Regions from separate parts of the Mus musculus genome. Here regions 1 and 3 are each linked to region 2. Evidence: chromatin contacts called from public promoter capture Hi-C data. All regions are on one chromosome and are shown on one strand. Each heading gives the region's core, a stretch centred on a gene start, on an enhancer-like site or on the middle of the called end of the contact. The rest is flanking DNA. Distances are from core to core; before and after follow the strand shown.

Region 1 (2,898 bases), core at 337-2,836, 200 kb before region 2:
TTCTATCTTGCAACCTAGGACTGTGCAGGTCAATATAGTCGCCATCAGTCACAAACCCTGGGATGGTTGTAAGTGTAACCACCACCCTACAATTCAAGTTTAGCATGAAAAACAAATAATAGTTTTTCTTGGCGACAAGAGTTTCACTTCATAGCCCTGGCTAGCCTAAAACTCATAGAGAGCTCCTAGCCTGCTTCCTGAACGCCAGGATCAAATGCATGTACAACTCTACAGCCTGAACAAAATAAAACAAAACCAAAATTGATTATACATGGGAATATTTGACATATGACAGGTTAAATAAGTATAGTATTTAACTCATTAGCTAATTTTTAATTAATTAAATCATTTTTTATTAATTAATTTTCTAGACTAGGTCTCAGCATGTAGCTCTGGCTGGCCTGGAACTCATGAAGTAAATCAGGCTAACCTCTGCCTCCAGTGTTTAGTGCTGGGACTAAAGATGTGTACCACCATGACCAGTCAGTATTAAAGCTACTACTTAGATTTATCTCTAGGTGTATTCATCTGAATGAATGTATGCCACCACATGTATACAAGTACCAGTAGGAGAAGGAAGAAGGCATCAGACCGTAAGATTCCTGAAGCTAGAGTTACAGGCAATTGTGTCTCCCAACATGAGTGCTGGAAACAAACTTAGATGGGGTTCTGGAAGGGCAGCAGGTGCTCTTAACCACTGTGCTATCTCTAGCCTTTTAGCATTAAAATTATCTCTACCTATTTCTTTTTTAAAAACCTATGGCTGGCAGGAAATTTAAAATTCTATGTCACCCAAACCACCTCTCTACACACACTAATGCCTCTACACACACTAATGCCTCTACACACACTAATGCCTCTGCCCCTCTAAACAAAGCAAACAACCCAGTTGGGTCTCTAGACTTAGGCACGTTTCAGTTCAAATCTTGAAGCCACCACACCTGTCCTTAGGTAAGCTATTTATCCTTTAAATCCAAAGAAAGAATGGTGGTGTCAATATAACAAACGATCCTATGGGAATTGATTTAACACACACATGTGGTTAGCCCAAGTCTCTCACACTGTAAAGACGGCACAATTTTGTTACTTATTTTTATTGCCCACCATTGTGTAGGGCTAAAGGGAACTCATCGTGTTTCTTCTAGTAGTTCTAGGGCTTTGCTTTCTTACATTTAGGCTTTTAGTCACTGAGGATTGTTTTTCTGTATGGTACAAATGGTTATGCAGCTGTCCCAGCTCCACTAAAAAAGTCCCATCTAGCCAGGTGTGTGGTGGCTCACACCTTTAACCCCAGCATGGAGGCAGAGGCAAGTGGGTCTCTGAGTTCAAGGCAAACCTGGTCTACAGAGGGAGTTCCAGGATAGCCAGGCTACACAGAGAGACTATCTTTATGTCCTCTCCTTTTCACATACTGTCTTTAGTGAAACAGGGTCTTACTGTAGCCAAGGCTGGCCTCCAATTGGCAACAATTCTCCTGCCTTGGTCTCTTAAGAGCTGGGATCACAAGCTACCAAGCCCAGATCGTTTGTTTCTTTTTCTTTTGGACAGTATCTAACTGTGTAGTTCACGGTAGCCTTGAACTCAAGATTCTCTTGCCAGCTTCTTACCAGCTAAGACTACAAGCATGGAGCATCGAGCCAGCAGTGTTCTTACATTTTGACTCTGACCTATCACATAATGCCAGATGCAATCTTCCACTTGCAAACTCATGCCGGTATACACAAACTGCACCAGATTTTGAAATATATCAGACTTGCAGAGCAGGGACAGACGCTCTTGTTTTACCCGGTTTCCATAGGTCCTTGTATAGGATTTTTAGACTTTTTGTCCTATAACTAAACTGCCTTTCTAGTTGTGTGTCTGTACTACAGTGTAATTATAGAAACTTTATGCAATGTTTACATGTCTGTAGAGCTTGTCCCTCCTGGGAGGCTTTCTTTTCAATGTTATTAGTTACTCTTCACTCCCTGCTTTTCCATACAACCCTTAGAATCAACCTGTCTAAGTTTATCTGTGATGTCCTATTTGAGCTAATTACGGTGTCTTTCCAGTTTGTTCACATGTAATGCAGACTGGAGAGATGGCTCAGCCATTAAGAGCACTTACTGCTTGCTCTTCCAGAGGACCCAGCTTTGGTTCCCAGCACCCACATGGCAGCTCACAACCTGCTTTAACTCTAGTCTTAGGGATCCAGTGCCCTTTTCTGGCTTCTGAGGGCACTGTATGCACACAGTGTACAGCCATACACGCAGGCAAAACACCCAAGACACACAGAGAAAACCCACAGTATCATCTAAAGCAGTGACTCTCTCACATTATCCTGTAACAGATTCTTCGGTTTGTGTTTGTTTTACTCCAAATTACAACATCTTTTTTCTCTGTGTAACAAACCCTGGCTGTCCTGAACTCACTTTATATAGACCAGGCTGGCCTCAAACTCTAGAGATCCACCTGCCTCTGACTCCTATGTGCTGAGATTAAAGGTGTGCTCCACCACCACCTGGCTCAATGCCTTTATTTTAAATGGCACTTTAAAATTAATTTATTTCTTGCAACAGGAGGGATGGAAGCTGGGGCTTCGTGCTCGGCAAGCATTCTGCTGCTGAGTTAGCCTCCAGCCTCTCTAAGCTGAAGTTCTTGGTCCTTTTCTATCGCTCCTATTCTGTCACTCATGAAGAATGAGGCTGTCTATAAAACCATGATAAAATGGGCTTTCCTTTTAATACATGAATTAAATGCTTAAATCACAAACACTTAAAACCTTCAGAGTCATCTCTATGGATACTGAAATTCAATCTGATTCATATGATTATTTTGGTTAGTTCAGATTCTAGGTAAATATAAAAAGCCCTCTTCTTGCAATAGAAGAAACAGGTGTGCAAACCCAGCCATGTATGA
Region 2 (2,791 bases), core at 8-2,507:
TACACTGGGAACTAACTTGGGCCATTATGTGTGCATGACAAGCACTTTACCAACTACACTGCCCCTTGCTGTCCTTCCCTTTGGTCTGTTTCCAATTCAGTCCGGTGGCCTGTAGTAGCATCCGGCTTTCCTTGGAGAACGGAGTTATGGACCTGATACAATTCATGTGTGATACCTGGGGCAGGATGTACAGGCAAAGACAGGCATGCTCTGCCTGCAAGGAAGGAGCTTGTCCTGAGTCACTGTGTGAAGTGGCAGCAGAACCTGAGGCGATCACTCAGCCTCCCATCAATGTTAAACCTCAATCTTTCTCAGATCTGAAATTGTAAAGAGACTCTCAGGGTTGAGGATGAAGCCACCAGAGACATTTATTTACTAGTGTTAATCTGGTCTAGCCTCCAACCTCTGACAGCCTCTGAGAACAGACAAAGGACAATCTAAGAGGTGTCTGTGACATCCGCCACCAATCTGGCTGCCAAGTCCTTGGCAGAGAGGGGAATCACCCTAGGCAGCATAGAGAGGAGACAGGGCAGGCGGCTAGTGTACCCATTGAGTGGGTAGAGGATTGGCAGAAGGCAGAGGAAATGGCTACGACTTGGCAAAGGAGCAGCGTGGGCTCAGTACCCTGAGCCCGCCTGGCTGGCTCCTGGCTCACAACAGGGATTAAGGTTGTTCAGAGGCAACGGAATCCACTATTTCCCTCCCGTATCCCCTCTGAGCCCCAGGCCTCTGGCAGTTCTTAAAAAGTCCCTGATCCTTCAGACTGGCATGGCTTCTTTTCTGACCTAAGAGTGGCATGTGCTTACAGAGGAAGACCCAGCTCCTGAGATAATCTCAGGCGCTCAAAGTGACTCTGTGTAAATCATCAGGCGAGAGCCCCGCATCGCCTCCAGCCAGGCCCTGCTGCTCCCAACAGAGGCTTCTGAAAGCTGAAAAGCCCAGATTCGGCTTGCCCACCACCTACTTCTCAGTGTTCCCTGGCTGTTCCCTAACCATGAAGGAACCTACACCCAGGCTGCCAAAGACAGGGCACCACACAGAGGGACGGTTACTGCCTTCCTCTCCTTGATCTCAGAACCAGTTATTTCTTTTCCCTGGGCTAGAAGTTCTTCCAAGTATCTAACCTCTACCCCCTAGCTAAAAAGAAAAAGAAAAAAGAAAAAAAATCAAATACGTTGTCTAGTTCTTCATTCTGGGGCTCGCTTATCTCAGTCCTGGCCTCAGAAGCAGAAGTGAAGTCTAAACTTGAGGGAGGGGCCTCGGAACTTCCTGGCTACAGACTCCTGCAGTCAGCATATCTGCCTGTCTTGCTGAATTGCTCCATCCAATGGGTTCCGCTCAAAGCAGTATCCTTGGTTCCTTTTCAATTAGCCAAGAGGAATGATTTAATGCTAATGAAAATCGGTGGTTTAAAACTGTCCCACAAATCACAGGGGGCTGGAGGCCTGCTGTAAATGCCTCCTGGGGAGGCTGGGCTGGGCCTGGGAAGCATGAAGCCCGCCCACAGTTTCCTACAGCTAACTATACAGTGGGGCAGAAAAGCCACTCTCCTTCCCCTGATCCCCGACCTCCCCACCCCCTCTCCTCCCTGCTCCTCCCAGGCACTCTCCTGGAATCCAGAATGTTCCTGCTTCACAGCCTCGACTCCAAACATGCTAGCACTGTGTTCATCTCCTGTAATGAAGATCATAAGCTTTGGAGGTTGAAGCTACAGGACACAGATGTCTGGGTCCTAAGGACCAGGACTTAAGAAACCTGCTGGAGGTTTTCTTTCTTTCTTTCTTTCTTTCTTTCTTTCTTTCTTTCTTTCTTTCTTTCTTTCTTTCTTTCTTTCTTTCTTTCTTCCTTCCTTCCTTCCTTCCTTCCTTCCTTCCTTTCTTTCTTTCTTTCTTTCATTCCTTTCTTTCTTTTTTTTTCAATTTTTTATTAGATATTTTCTTCATTTACATTTCAAATGCTATCCTGAAAGTTCCCTATACCCTCCCCCTGCCCTGTTCCCTTACCCACCCACTCCCACTTCTTGGCCCTGGCATTCCCCTGTACTGGGGCATATAAAGTTTGCAAGACCAAGGGGCCTCTCTTCCCAATGATGGCCGACTAGGCCATCTTCTGCTACATATGCAGCTAGAGACACGAGCTCTAGGGGTACTGGTTAGTTCATACTGTTGTTCCACCTAGCCCAGAAACTTAGAATACCTGATACAATTTGCAAAATACAAGAAAATCAAGAAGAAGGAAGACCAGTGTGTGGATACTTCATTCCTCCTTAGACTAGGGAACAAAATACCCAGGGAAGGAGTTACAAAGTTTGGAGCTAAGATGAAAGGATGGACCATCTAGAGACTACCCCACCCAGGGACCCATCCCATAATCAGTTACCAAATGCAGACACTATTGCACATGCCAGCAAGATTTTGCTGAAAGGACCCTGATATAGCTGATATAGCTGTCTCGTGTGAGGCTATGCCAGTGCCTGGGAAATACAGAAGTGGATGCTCACAGCATCTATTGGATGGAACACAGGGCCCTCAATGGAGGAGCTAAAGAAAGCACCCAAGGAGCTGAAGGGGTCTGCAACCCTATAGGAGGTTTTGTTTCTTAAGTGACAGCTTAGGTACAGGGTGGAATGACACAGCAGCTGCTGGGTGGGGGAGGAGCCACTGTGCTTGGAGCCTTGAGGGTGGGGACCTCCATCAGTTGGAGTGAGCCCCAGGCAGGGAGCCAGGTGACAGTCTCCATCTTTCTCACGTTCGCTTTATGACTTTTCTCTCCCAACCCAAGGCTTCCAGCA
Region 3 (2,700 bases), core at 60-2,559, 150 kb before region 2:
AGAGCTGGAATGAGCGTGAACCGCGCTAGCACGAAGTCTCACCATCATCCGTGGGGTCTCGGAAGGATCCTGACCGAATCATTCCCTTGGGTCTCTCGGCCAGGGACAGGGTGCTCCCCATTTGGGAGCCGCTGTACAGCTCGAAGGCCGCCTCGTGGGTGGGGATGCTGTTGGATCGGGTGATTCTTGGCGTGGTGGCCGCAGTGGGACTCACTGGAAGGACAGAGGGGAGGGGGAGGGGCGTGGGAGGGGGAGGCAGGAAAAGAGGCAGGGTCATCAGCTCTCTGGTCCCTTGTGGGGACGGAGCAGGAGTCATTGAAAGGCAAACGGGAAGAAGGGAGGAGAGGAAGGAGCAGTAGGTGGGGCCGTGGGGGTGTGCAAGCAGCTGGAGGTTAGGAGTGGCCCCTCCTGGGAAGGTTGGGCCCTGATGGAGAAGGACTCCATGGTCTGTACTAAGGATCTTCCTTGAATGCTTGACTGCCTTGGAGTGGTTGCTTTTGAAGGTTAGGCTGGGGGCCTGGCCACTTTCCCGAAACCTTCACATCACCAGGATGTGCTGATGAAAATGGGATGTGCGGTTCTCAAAAACACAAGCTGTCTTAGGGGTGGACTGAGAACTCAGACCAAGACTCAGATCCAAGTGAGGAAACAAACCAGGCTTCAGAGAGGCTACGGAATCCACACCTGTGAAATGGGTCAACCACAGAGGCCAACCCCACTTTCCCTTGCTAGATGGATGCCTTTCAGGGGTCAGAGCCTGTGGTGTTCCCCTGTCGGACCTCTTGCCTCCATGCAGGTATGTGGGTGTTCACCCTCCCTGCCTACAAAGACCTGGGGAGAAGAAGTCACCCCTCTGTCTTGGCCCTCAGGAACTAGTAAGATCGTTACTGTTTAGCCCAGTCCCTCATTCGACAGCATGAATGGCTTTTATTCTTGTTTGGCCTTTAATGGAGACAGAAAACAGGCTGATAAGCCCACAGAAGCCAAATGACTCTTCCTTAGGCATAAAGGACCCCCATTCCTAGTTTTCTTCAAATTCCCCACAGTCCCTGCATCGAAAGATGTTACAAGTCCTCTTTGGGGAAAAAACAAAACAAAACAAAAACCAACCCAAAACCTGCTTCCCCCCTCCCTACCCCCCTTAGTTGAGAGGAGAGATGGACTTAAGAGATACAGCAAGCAAATGGCAGGTCTACTCCAGACCTAGTCTAAAGAGATTCCTATTAAACCAGTCATGGCACAGTGCTTCCCAGAACCAGGGCTGGTGTGGGCCTGAGCTGGAGCCAGCCCCTCCTCCTGTAGCCTGTTTTCCCATCCCGTCTGAGTCACAGAGCCACTTCCTTCTCTCCAAAGGCTTTAAAGAGGGTGTGGTGTGTCTAGGGCGTGTCTTAGTCAGCCTGCCTTTAGGGCTGAGATAGCCTGGGCTCAGCCCGAGCAGTTGGTAGAGCTGGACTTTTCTGGTGACAGACTTCACTCTACAATCAACCCTTGTCTGTCTTCAGCTCACCAAACCCATAGGTTGGTATTGCCCTCCCAGCAGCTGCCCGGGACAGTACTGTCATGGACTTTCTTAAGCTCAGGGTCTTAGTGTATGGATTGCCCTGCTTGTCATTCAGACCCTCTGATGCCATCAGGACCCTATAGCTGTGTCCAGGGACAACCTTTTAGTCTAAGACCTTGGAACACTTTGCCTTCATCTTTAGTTTGGGTTGGTAAACTGAGGCACCATGAAGCAACCCCACTACAACAGGAGCCAAAATGCCTAGTTGTTTTGCTGCCTCACTCACTCTGCAGGGTGAGCCCCGCCTCATCTCTTGCCACAGTGAATGACTGCAGATACTGACCTATGTTGGTAAGCTGGCCCTTTGCACTCAAGGACATGGAGAGAGCAGGGGGGGATGGCAGCTCTGCCTGGTCGTCGGATTCTGGAAGCCCACCGGCAGTGTGGGAGTGCCGCCTCTCCTTGGTCTCCTCCTGGGACTGAAGCTGGTACCTGAAGAAGTAGCAAAGAGACACAGTCTGAGCTGCTACAAAGTGACATCAGAGGTTTGGCTGTGTGAGGGATGGCTAAGCTAGGGGTAGGAGGGGACTTTGGAAGAGGGACAAGGAAAAGGAGGATCGGTCGGAGGCAACCCAGGATTGTCCCCTGAAAGCTCCTGAAGGGGACAGGGTGGATGGAGGTTTTAGAAATTCCTCCACAGAGCAGGGCTCTATGGTGCCACATGGAGGCAGGTGACACATGTCCCCATGTATCCAAGTCAGTGGTATCTGACAGTGGAGGATCCACACCCCCTGTCCCTTGCCTATGTGCGTGGTCTCAGAAGTCCCCTGTGAGGGGATGAACTGCATCGAGGCAGTTCATAGGGCTGTGGTAACTTTGGACAACTGTGGTGGTTTGAATGTAAATGGCCCCCCAGAGGCTCACAGGGAGTAGCACTATTAGGAGTGGCCTTATTGGAGTGGGTGTGAAGTTGGAGGAAGTGTGCCACTAGGGGTAGTCTTTGAGGTCCCAGATGCTCCAGCTAGGCCCACTGTGGCTCACTTGGTTTCTAAGGCCTGCTGAACTCTCTGCTCCTCCTCCAGCACTATGTCTGCCTGCATGTTGATATGTTTTCTGCCTTGATGATAATGCACTAAACCTCTGAACTGTAAGCCAGCCCCAGTTAAATGTTTTCCTCTATAAGAGTTGCTGAAGTCACA

The links. Capture Hi-C pulls out chosen DNA fragments and counts their contacts.
Region 1: a promoter capture Hi-C map of adipose tissue shows a contact between it and region 2. The contact joins two enhancer-like sites. A contact is called at or near these places in 1 of 484 Hi-C or Micro-C datasets (nephron progenitors), 1 of 115 datasets of contacts at active chromatin or transcription factors (embryonic stem cells) and 2 of 9 other capture datasets (adipose tissue and embryonic stem cells).
Region 3: a promoter capture Hi-C map of adipose tissue shows a contact between it and region 2. The contact joins two enhancer-like sites. A contact is called at or near these places in 2 of 115 datasets of contacts at active chromatin or transcription factors (embryonic stem cells and pancreatic cancer cells) and 3 of 9 other capture datasets (adipose tissue, liver and pancreatic islet).

The regions. Positions count from the first base shown.
Region 1 is chr1:135,421,360-135,424,257 of GRCm38.p6, forward strand. The region is part of intron 1 of Ipo9 (importin 9); the gene reads right to left. Among named protein-coding and RNA genes, the nearest start is that of Ipo9, 7.7 kb to the right of the region's middle. Within about 2 kb of position 1,587, at least 8 of the 459 cell types and tissues checked have an H3K27ac peak or open chromatin away from gene starts, as enhancers often do. A contact at or near this core is called in adipose tissue, where this site is marked.
Region 2 is chr1:135,618,779-135,621,569 of GRCm38.p6, forward strand. It overlaps a transcript of Nav1 not described here. Among named protein-coding and RNA genes, the nearest start is that of Gm4793, 22 kb to the left of the region's middle. Within about 2 kb of position 1,258, at least 72 of the 459 cell types and tissues checked have an H3K27ac peak or open chromatin away from gene starts, as enhancers often do. A contact at or near this core is called in adipose tissue, where this site is marked.
Region 3 is chr1:135,465,797-135,468,496 of GRCm38.p6, forward strand. It overlaps Nav1 (neuron navigator 1), which reads right to left. Exons shown (of 30, transcript NM_173437.2): 9 at 1,845-1,993; 10 at 43-213. Among named protein-coding and RNA genes, the nearest start is that of Mir1231, 12 kb to the left of the region's middle. Within about 2 kb of position 1,310, at least 94 of the 459 cell types and tissues checked have an H3K27ac peak or open chromatin away from gene starts, as enhancers often do. A contact at or near this core is called in adipose tissue, where this site is marked.